3 separate regions of the Zea mays genome follow, and all the other regions are linked to region 1. The links are chromatin contacts, called in public Hi-C maps. All regions are on one chromosome and are shown on one strand. The core of a region is the stretch at or near the end of the contact, and the rest is flanking DNA. Distances in the headings are between cores, read along the strand shown. Region 1 holds the start of LOC100194277. Region 2 holds the start of LOC103633153 (protein ALTERED PHOSPHATE STARVATION RESPONSE 1). Region 3 holds the start of LOC100278709.

Evidence for each region. A called contact is a pair of places that touch in the nucleus more often than the background predicts.
Region 2: a Hi-C map of tassel shows a contact between it and region 1, with 2.3 times the contacts expected there. The contact joins the promoter of LOC103633153 here to the promoter of LOC100194277 in region 1. A contact is called at or near these places in 2 of 25 Hi-C or Micro-C datasets (endosperm and tassel).
Region 3: a contact with region 1 is called in a Hi-C map of leaf, with 6 times the contacts expected there. The contact joins the promoter of LOC100278709 here to the promoter of LOC100194277 in region 1. A contact is called at or near these places in 12 of 25 Hi-C or Micro-C datasets (bundle sheath, ear, endosperm and 4 more) and 1 of 3 datasets of contacts at active chromatin or transcription factors (leaf).

What each region holds. Positions count from the first base shown.
Region 1 is chr7:153,961,220-153,964,918 of Zm-B73-REFERENCE-NAM-5.0, reverse strand. LOC100194277 reads right to left here and starts at 1,674. Exons shown (of 5, transcript NM_001139316.1): 1 at 1,234-1,674; 2 at 1,004-1,120; 3 at 394-938. The coding sequence starts at 1,492.
Region 2 is chr7:153,741,430-153,745,128 of Zm-B73-REFERENCE-NAM-5.0, reverse strand. It overlaps LOC103633153 (protein ALTERED PHOSPHATE STARVATION RESPONSE 1), which reads left to right and starts at 1,663. Exons shown (of 4, transcript XM_008654833.3): 1 at 1,663-3,699. The coding sequence starts at 2,185.
Region 3 is chr7:154,094,484-154,098,182 of Zm-B73-REFERENCE-NAM-5.0, reverse strand. LOC100278709 reads right to left here and starts at 1,738. Exons shown (of 9, transcript NM_001151896.1): 1 at 1,138-1,738; 2 at 850-1,056; 3 at 512-727. The coding sequence starts at 1,659.

The DNA.
Region 1 (3,699 bases), core at 425-2,924:
TTCTTCAGCTTTTTCCATATCGTATTCCAGTCATCATTTAATTCCTCATGACACTAATAACTAGAGGTACCACGGCCCGCGGGCTTGCGTTGGAAACAAAATGGGTTAGAACCTAGAATTGGTGACAACACTTGCTGCAAAAAAAAAGAACATTGCCATAAATGATGCTCAGTACCTTCACTCGACAAACTGTACTAAAATACATTAACTGAGCTCTACATTTACAAGCGTATATGATAAAAAGTGAGTGGTCCCTTTCACCGGGATTTTATACAATTGGTCGTTTCATAACCATGGATTTAAGTACAATGTAGCAAGCACACCACATGGATAGCAAGAGATATATCATATAAGTAGCTGGTACCAGTGAATCCGTAGCTGTAAGTATTTTACCTTGGGCAGTGTCTCCAGGTACATTTCGGGGATTTCCATCTCTGCGAGCACATCGCTGTTAATCGCCATGGCTGCTTTCAGTATCTGGTTTGCACAATCCCTGCTTTGCTGCAGCTTCCTCCTCGAATCCTCGGACAGCCCCTTGGGTGGCACTCGTGGGCAGGGCAACCACCACTTCTCCTCCTGCCGCACCGACGGCCGGCCACAAGACGATGACGAGGAGGAGGACGGGAATGGCCCCCCGCTGTCTTCGACCATAACCCCCCTGTCCACGTACCAGAACTCCGTCCCCTTGAACCCGTCAATCATGGCGAGGAGCATGGCGTCGAGTTTCTTGAGCGCGGGGAGGTTCATGTAGAGGTCGGTGCGCGGGCGCGGGACCATGACCTCGAACTGGCCGCCGCCTTCGGGGAGCTCCTGGATGGAGGGGGTGAGCTCGACGATGGAGTCGGAGACGGAGAGCAACCACTCCATCTCCCGCGTCCACATCGCCTTCCTCGCCTTCGCGAGCGGCTCCAGCCTCCACAGCTCGCCGAACACGGTGGCTGGACAGGGAAACCATCAGAAATCCGGGCAATGCGGGTGGAGTAGCACGGCGGCTCGAGCGTACCGGAGAGGTTGGTGATGGCGTTGGAGATGGCGAGCGCGGTGCAGACGCCCTTGCCGCTGCCGGACATGTCCTCGCCGAGCAGGAGTTTGGCGAAGCGCTCCTTCATCATGTCGATCTCTGGCGCCACAGAAGCGCACGGGCAAGGATAGGAACTTGCTGTGAGGGGAAAGAACAAGAGGAGGGTTTTGGAGTGAGATCCAAGCAAAAGGCGGAGGAGGAGGCCCGCTTACCGGAGAGGTCGGAGGAGGGTGGCTTGGAGAGGTAGAAGGCGGCGGCCGATGCCGGGGTGGGCAGCGACGAGGAGGAGGACGCGAGGCGGCGGGAGACGGTGGCGGAGGCGGAGGCGGAGGCGGAGGAAGAGGAGGCGAAGCGGCGGGTGGTGGGCGCGGAGCAGTCGCTGGAGGTCTCGGACTCGCTGACATCGGCGCTGGGGCTGTAGCTGCCGCTGCAGCGGTCCGAGGCGGCCTCGTCCTCCGACGCGGTCGCCATTGCGGCGGCGAGCTGGCTAAGCTAGGCGCTGACGCTGTGCCTGTGGCGGTGGAGAGGGAAGCGCGCATGCGAATCTGGGGGTGGGACTGGGAGGAGGGGAAAGCGATGGCAGCACAGCGCAGCTGCGGGAGCAGGAGCAGGAGCAGGAGGGCGAGCTCACCTCACTGCCTCCGACTGCGCTGCTTCCTCTGTTTGTTTATTGTTTTTTTTTTGTGCTAATCTCGTTTGAATGGCGGATTAGCGCAGCGGTGGTGTTAAAGATGCTGGTGGCGTATGTATATAAACCGCCGCTTGTTGGTATTCCGCCCCTGGTATTCCTGCCTGTATTTCTTTTGTACAGGTGTCTGCTCGCTCCTCGCTTTCGCACGGGCACCGGCACCAGCACCAGCAGTACGTACGTACTGTGTCGAGCAGCTGCTTAGGTATTTGTTGTTGGGTCATGTCAGCACTAGAGTTTGGCTTGAACTTGGTCGGTTTGTTCTCGAACCAAAGAGATTTTGCGCAGTCTCGTGGTACCATCCAACAACAGCACACGCTCAGCCACTTTTGATTCTAAAATTGTGGAAAGAAACAACTGTGATATGCTATTAGTATTTAGTGAATACTAATCTTGACCTGATTGACAACCGGCATATATATGTTCCACAAAGATGGGTTTTGTTTTGGTTTGGTGGGCGTTGGCGCGAGCCGGCAAAAAGCGGACGGGGCACACCCACACGGGGTCAGAAGCTGACGAGAGGGACCACCAGCAGGCAGCAGGCGTCAGGTGAGGTGGGCACGCGCGTCAGCCGTCACCGCGGGGGTGCTTGGTGGTGGTGGGTGGGGCCACGGTCGCGCGTGACAAGGAAGGCGCGGGCCCGCGTGTCGGCTTCACTCATCATTATTGTTGCCTCTTGACCGGCTTTGACCGGAAGAGGGAAGACCTTTAACTACCCCGTACTGCCTGCTTCGATTTTTTTGGGGTGCTCCAGAAATTAAGCACGGCGTTAATTCTCATGCTTGTTTTGGACTCTCCGTCTCTCTGAAACTAATCGTCTCGTAGAATGTGCGCATGTCAGCTGATAACGCTGCAGTTGTGGTTCTCGTGCTGCTGCGGCCAACGACACGGTCACACGCAGGTAGCAAATGTGTACGTACCGCGTACGTATACTGCTAGTGGTGGAATGAAGCCCTATCGGTAAAAATCTTGAGGCGGGGAACGGGCCGGCCGGGGTTTAAAACGCAGGAGGGGCCGACGACGGGACGAGGCGGCCAGCCGGCCACGGCCCACGGGCAGGAACGGCCGAACGGAGGAACCGTGAAAACAAAGCATGTGCATGTATGTATGTGTAGTTGTATACTATCTAGCAGTAGCCAGCAGTGCGTATTGCTAGATGAAGACACATGGTTACGGTAGGCATGACAATAGGTACCGATAGCTGATGAGTAAAAAACATATTAGACACAAGTATGGCGAATTTTGATATCCATAAGTATTTTAGGTCATTTGTTATACCCACCAGGTATGATGAGTATGGGTATATGTTCTCTCTTGCCCCATATCGACAACCTGATAAGAAACCCGCTAACAATTAGGTCTAAATTAAAGAGCTTGTTCTTTCTCATGCATAGGCTTCTATGATGTATTAATTTAATATTTAATGTTGTTAGCATTATAATAAAAATACGTTGGGTTCAATGAATTTGTGGTACAAAATTAATATATCATTTTAGCATCTTTCAATATTAATGAGGTATCTGGTTTCAACATTTTATGTTTGGTACTTACTTTTACTATTCAAATGATCATGTATACTATAATGTTAGTGGGTATGGATATTCGATTGCTACCCGTTATTTATGGTGGGTATAAGTATAGCGAAATTTTGTAGTACCTATAATGGATAATAAGTATGATTATAGGACATTTTTTATTGAGTGAGTATGACATTGTGTGTCTAACTGTCTATTAGTACCTTACCTACCATCCTCGCGCACAGCCGACGAGAACAGCGATGATCCCCAGTCCCCACCACAGTAGGTGTAGTGTAGGGCCTCGGGATGCGAGCCGGGGCCTGCGCGCAATGATATGCACCCATCCAACAGTGGTGAGTGGCGTGGCCTGGCCATGCACAAAACACACAGAACAAGCACGCACCGTACCGTGCACTCATTACACAAGGACTAGTGCACGCTATAGCTGCAGCCTGCAGTAGAAAAAGTGGTAT
Region 2 (3,699 bases), core at 414-2,913, 220 kb after region 1:
GCCTTCCCTTCCCCGGCCCGGCCGATGGGCGGGGAGTCACCCGCGCCGCGCGCCAGCAGTCACTTTCCAGTGAATGTGAAACGGCTAGCTAGCTAGCTCCTCTTTCATTTCAGTCCAGCGGCCACCGGGACCTCCTCCAGTCAAGTCGAGTCCGCAGTGTCTGTCTGTGGCCGTTGCTCTGGCTGCTGCATGGCTAGCTATGATTGCAGCACTGGCTGTGCAGCCTGGGCGCTCCCCTCCCCTGCTCCGCCCGCGCCTCGTCCTCTTCCACCTGGCTGTAGCTGTAGGAACACTGTACCGGCCGCGGCCGGTCGACGAGCAGCCACCCCGGTTTTGACTTTTTTACTGGCGGGGGCGGCCGGCTGGCCAGGTAAAAAACTCAAGCAGCAGGCACTGCAGATATCGACCTGGGCGTTTCGCTGCGCCTGCATCTGCATCTGCATGCATGCACGCAGCCATGCGCGCCATGCACCAGGACGACGACCAGCCGGGTGACGGTGGCGCGACCCAACCCAAGCCTCCCTAGCCTCTTGCCGAGGGCTCGCCCAGCATCGCCGGCTCCGAGTGGGGGCTCCTGCCGTCCTGCGTGATGTAACAGACCGTTGCCGACGCGCGCTGCCGAGTGCCGAGCAAAGTGAAGTGAGGGAGGACTATCTACGTACTGCCGTCTGCCGGATCCCTAGTCGTGGAAAAACGGCCTTTTCACGAGGGACCAGAAAAGCGGGTGCACTGCTTCAGCCCACAGCACCACAACGTGGCATGCAGGGTGGTACTTGCTCTAGCTGCCGGCCTTTTGCATGCAACAATTATTGTTCCCTTCTCTGTTAGTTCAATCGAGTCGCGTGAACGACTTGTCAGCATATATAGTTTGTTATCAAGATCAAGCATTATCGTCGGTGCATCGCATCGCATCGCACGCACGCACAAGCGGAAAACGACCGCCGCCGGGTCCGAAATCCAGCAGTGGCACTGGCGGCTGGCCTGGCGCTGGTGGCACCTGGCTGGACTCATCAAACTTCACACCAAACACCGCCTGGTCAATGATGATCAGCTGCTTAGCTTGCAGCAAACCACACACACAGCCATTCATACCAGGTCTCATCAGATGTCGTCGACCGCCCAGCCCCCACAAGAAAATTCCACGCCAGCCGCCGCCGCCACCGTTATAAAATGGCAGCAACGTACGTGACAAAAACAAGACGCGTGACTCAGATCACAAAAGAGAAAAAGGAAACGGTGGGAACTAAATAATATTAATTCTATCTTTTGGTCTCTCCTTTGTTTTAGGAGAGAACGATAAGGAATATTTTAGTCTTTTTATAAGTCATTTAATATTTAATACATTCTAAATATTTTTAGTATCTGAACCAAACATGATAAAAAGATTAAACTTCAGACCCTGCACGAAACCAAACATCGCAGGGGCGGCACGGCACCCGCACGCCGCACCCCACCAGCGTGTGGCTGGCAGCGGCAACCCAGAGGCCGCGCAGCAGGGTAGAATCCAGGCGTCCACGCCGGCGACAGGCGTCAATGTACGGATGTCTCCCCTGGGCTGCCCCACCCCACCCCCGCGATCCTCCGTCTCCGTCTCCGTTCGTTCGTCCGCCCCCGCCGCCCCGTCCGTTAGATGATTCCCAGCCCTTTTTTCCCGGTAAAACCACCGCACCAAAAGGGCAGCAGCGCAGACGCGCCTCGATGCCTCGTGCTCCATAACCAACGCCCACAGCCAGTCTATACTCTAGAGCCCCCCAACACAGCACACAACACTCGCTCGCGGCGCAGCGCTTCGCTCGTTGCCACCGCCCGCCTTTCCCCGCGCCCGACGGAAGAGCCCCACGCCCCCACCGCCGCGGGAGGGGGAGGGGCGCGGAGGAGCATGCGCGCAGGCTGTCACCGCGGCCAGAGAAAGAGAAGGAGGACCTGCGCCGCGCGCACCGCGACGAGCCGCTCTCCGCTGGCACCCACGCCAAAAGGCGAAGATTCTCGGCCGAGCCCCCGTCCCTTCCACCATCCCCCGCTGTAGGTAGCCGCCACCCAGATCTGCTCCCCTCCGCACCCGCCCGCCGCTCTCCCCTTAGATTCGCACCACCCGCCGCCATGCGTTTGCCGCCGCCGCCGCTGTGACTGGGCTCTCCTCCTTTGTGAGGCAGGAATAAAAGGCGGTTCTTGCGGGCGGTTGCCATGGGGTGCGGCCAGTCCAAGACGGAGGAGGAGTACGCCGTGCAGCACTGCCGGGCGCGCTCCGAGCTCCTGGCGCTGGCCATCCGCCAGCGCTACATGCTCGCCGACGCGCACCACGCCTACGCCGAGTCGCTGCGCGCCGTCGGCGCCCTGCTGCACGACTTCCTCCGCGGCGTCCAGTCGCTGCCGCCGCCGCCGCCCGAGCCCGCGCTCCGCCTCCCGCTGCAGCGGAAGGGCGACGGCCTCCCCGCCGCGTCGCCGCCGCCGCCCGCAATCGCGTCCTCCTCCTCCGCCGCCAAGCAGGTCCGCATCGCCCCCAACGACGGCCATATCCAGTTCTCCGACGACGACTCCGATTCCGATGACGGACACATCAAGTTCCACTCCGACGAAGAGCCCGACCCGGCTCGCCGCCGCCCGGATGTCGTCCACTCAGCCGGGGCGCCTGGTCCTCCGCCGCCGCAGATGGGACCACCCTATTCCTCCGGGTATGCTCCGCCGCCGTATGGTCCTGGATACGGCTACGGGTACGCCAATGGGCCTGGGCCGGGTCCTGGTCCCGATTATGGCGGTATTGGCATGAGCAGCGGCGGCGGCGGTGGTTACGGGCAAAGCTATGGGGGCATGGGTGGTGGTGGCAGCGGCGGCGGTGCCGGCTACAATGACCAGAGCTATGGTGGCATGGGCAGTGGCGGCGGCGCTGGCGGCTATGACCAAGGCTACGGTGGCATGGGTGGATATGGGCAGAGCTTCTTTAACATCAACTACGCGCGCAGCCAGCCACCTCCACCGTCAATCTCGCACGAGCAACGCCTGCAGGCCACTAACGCCAGGGTCCACTACTATTCCGGCAATGACGAGCTGCAGCCACCCCCGCGCGGCTATGGTGGTGGGTACTCCTACCCACCACAGAGCTCGAGCTCATATAATCAGTATGCCTATGGTGGTTACTATGGAGGTGGTTCTGCTCCTGCACCACCAGCAGACATCCCCTCCTCCTCCCGCGAGCCAGCCGCAGCACCACCGCCTCCATCTCCTCCCAGGGTGTCCACCTGGGACTTCCTGAACCCGTTTGAAACTTATGATAGCTACTACGAGCAACCAACTGCTACAGCAGCTCCATACTCTCCCAGCAGGAGTTCAAAGGATGTGCGCGAGGAGGAGGGGATTCCGGACTTGGAGGATGAAGACATGGAGGTAGTCAAGGAAGCTTATGGTGATGAGAAGCACCCAATGAAGGGTTACATGGGAAACGGGAAGGCGACAAAGGAAGATGGTAGGAGCAGTACGAGAGATGAACTGCCCCGCAAGTCCAAGTCATCTGAGGCCAGCAGTAGTGGGAGCAGCTTGGAGCATGACGTGCATGTAGTAGAGAAGAGTGTTGTCGGAGAGCAAGTTCAACACTCAGAGCCACAGCAGCATGTTGCCGGTCTGCCACCCACAGGATCGGACAAGATATACATCGATGACACTGAGGTGGTGGTGGAGATCAGGACTCAATTTGAGCGTGCCTCA
Region 3 (3,699 bases), core at 489-2,988, 130 kb before region 1:
CAGATAATTCATATCACTAAGTCCGTACGATATATTGCAGATCCCTGCAGTTTTAACCCTCCAACTAACCAATTGTGCATTTACAAGCAACACAGATTGACTGTTAGTGAAGGGCGGGCCTGGTGCAGCGGTAGAGCCTACCGTCTGTAACCGGAAGGTCCCGGGTTCGAGCCCCAGCCTCTGTATATTATGCAGGTAAGGCTTGGCGCTTAAAGATACTCTTCCCCAGACCCCGCACAGTGCGGGAAGCCTACGGCACTGGGTACGCCCTACAGATTGACTGTTAGTGTTACACAGGTTACACTAGATTGAACACACAAGTACGTATTGTGATAGTATTCGCAGGACAAACCAATTGCATATACCCTAGAGCTTCCAAAGATGGTAGTGAGCATAGAAGTTTTCTTTTACTCAGATGCAAGATAAGTGACTACAAGGAACAGATTAATTCTAGAAAAATAGGAGAAAAAGCAATGCCAAATGACAAACAGAAACTGAAAGCTGAACTTACCGTTAGGAAATGTGTTACCGAAGGGCGATAGAGAATTGTCTTAAGTGGATTCGGGGGCAGTGCAGCATCTCTTAAATCTTTCAATAGATTGGGTTGATTTTGTCCACTTTCATCATGGGCGCTGTAACCATCGTTTAGCGCAAATGAACCACATGGTTCCCATTCGAGGCACTGAACCATTCTGAATACATCTATGGAGAGGTCTGTAAATTTGACCTGGATGAACCACAGTGAGATTACTTCCTCACCTCCTCGGTACTAACCCTCCACCACCACCCAAAAGAACAATGAAGCACAGGCATAAGTAGATGTATGCAAGGAAGATGCGGAAGCATTACCTCGTTAGGATAGTAGCTGCAAAGTATGGTGTCACTTAAGACGAGACCTCGCTTCTTGACAGTAGTTGGCACAGTACGAAGCGTGTCCGGGGGCGGATCGAATGCATAGCTGTACCTGAGCGGCCTCATGTTCATAAATGGTGAGTCAGCTCGCAGGAACCTCGCGATCTCTTGCACGACATGCTTCCACTCCTTGTATTCGGCATCCTACGAGAGTCAAGATCGATGATCAGGTTAACTGGATCAATCGAATTTAAGTGTGGAAAGTGGAATTACAGCGGGACACACCTGGAAGGACTTTTTGGAGTCATCTAAGAGCGTGCGTATGTCCGAGGCGAGACGCGGGACGGTGTGCGAACGCCTGCCGAGCAGGAGTGCGACGAGGAGGAACCTGGCGAGGAAGCGGAGGTGTTTGGCGGGGGCGAGGTGGTGGTCGGCGTCCTGGAAGTAGGCGCGGTCGAGGACGGCGTGGTAGAAGACGAACGCCTCGGAGAGAAGCGCGGTGTCGGCGGTGCGCTGGTACTGGGCGTAGTAGAGGTGGGCGATGCGGGCGGCGATCTCGCCGACCTGCCAGCGGCGGAGGCCCGCGTCGAGAAGACGGTGACGGTGCTCCTGCTGCATCCGCCAGAGCTGGGTGTAGGCGCGGAAGGCCTTGGCGAACTCGTCGGGCTCCTGGCGGCCGAAGGAGGGCAGGTCTCGCACCCGGGCGAACCGGCGGTCCGCCTTGTCCAGCAGCGACCAGAACTGCTCGGGAGTCCACCCGCCGCTGCCAGGGCCGCCCTGGCCTTGCTGCTGCGGCGACGCTGCCATGGCGATCCCCTTTCCTTTTTTCCCCCCTTGTTACGCCGTCGTCTCGGGGAAGTCGTCGTAACTTGGGATTTTCCTGTCTAGTCCACCAGTCACGTGTGCCTAAGTCCATCATCCGATCGCAGCCCAAAGACACAGAAATGAGATGAGAGGCTGGATTGGCCCAACACAATATTCACGAGGAAAGCACAGGCTGCCCGGGATTGATATTTGAAGAGGCGCTTGAAAGAGAGGGCTTGTAGGGTCTGACTTTGTATAGAAGCTGATATTAGGTAATTTAACGACTTTGTGTTTTTAGTGATAGATAATATTTCTATTGATAGCAAGATATTTGTGGTAACTTTATCAGTCATGTCTTAAAAATTATCAGCCTAACTTCGAAAGTATTCATAGAATTAGAGTTTACGTACATAATTCTATATAGGTGAGTGTATATACATCGTGAACGTCTACTAGATGGTTGGATTAGTAGCAATGTGTTCATTTTTCTTTGGTCATCCTTGTTCCTAGATGTTGGTGTCGATCTGATACAATCACTAACAAGGTGTACTGACAACGCTGCTCTCTGTGGCGGTACGGACGGTCCGCAACCCTATGGCAGAAGCGGGTCTTCCTGCGTTGAGCAAGACGATCCACGTATACACAGGAACGATGTGCGATCGCCAACATCACCTGAATCTCACCTCCGGCAGGGACCCGTCAGGGAGCAAAGATCCTATGGTTTGTCTTGGCTCGGCAGACCACTCAAAACGGCTCCAGACGATGTAGAGTCGAAGAGAAGTGAAAATGAGGATGAAGAAGGCTACATTATTGCTACTCCTAGAGCAAGAATGTAAAGTAATAAAATATAGATTGATTGGCTCGATTGTTGGTGCCCGCAATCGGTTGTACCCCTCATATATATACATATACATATACATATAGCCCTGGGCTTCCATAAATTAGAGAAAGCCTTGGCTCAACGGTGCCATCCGATTTAGCCGCACCAGGTTCGTTTGGCTATAAAAACACCACCAGGCCATCAGGGATTAGGTTTCGGCGGGGGCGGCGGTTCTCTCGGGCGAGCGAGCGGCGACGATCCCGGCGGGCCAGCGGCGGTGGCGCATCGAGGAGGGCGATCGACGGTGACGCTCCCCCAGGATCAAGCGATGGCGGCTGTCGGGTACCGTAATTAGGGGTACCCCCACCACTCCTAATCACGGCTGGTAAACACCTTCAGAGCAAACCGTGAAGACTGATGGCTCAGGTCAAAGTCAAGGCTTCGTCTACCAGGGGACGCGATCTCACCTCGCCCGAGCCCGGCCTCGGGCGGAACAGTGGTCCTGGACGAATCCACGTCTTGCCCAAGGGTCTCCTCAGACAGTGAGCGCACCCTCGGCTTAGCCAAAGGCAAGCCTTGTCGTGCAAGCGACTTTGGCCAAATCGCCTTACCAGCCGACCGTGTTGCATGCACATTTAATGCTGAGGTCGCCTGACACCTTATCCTGACATGCGCGCCCCAGTCGGCAAGGTCAAAGTGACCGCAGTCACTTTGCCCTTTCACTGACCGATCTGACAGGAAAACAGCGCCGCCCGTCATGCTCCGGCTGCTGTGCCAACCACCCGGGCGAAACCGACAACGGTCGAGTTCAGCCTCGGGCGTAACAGGAAGCTCCGCCTCGCCCGACCCCAGGGCTCGGCCTCGGCCTCGGCCTCGGGAGGAAATCTCCGCCTCGCCCGACCCTTGGGCTCGGCCTCGGCCTCGGAGGAGTCGCCACCTCGCCCGACCTTAGGCTCGGATCAACCACGCCACAAGGGATGCATCATTACCCTACTCCTAGCTAGCTCAGGCTACGAAGGAACAAGACCGGCGTCCCATCCAGCTTACCCCGATAATAGGCGATGGTGGTTTCCTGCATGCAACCATGACGTCGGTGGTTCTCAAGCCCCCTATGGAAGCAAGGAGACATCAGCAGGATCCATACAGCACCAACAGCTGTACTGCTACAGGGCTCAAGGCACTTCTCCAACGGCCACGATACTACCTCTACAGGACTCAAGACG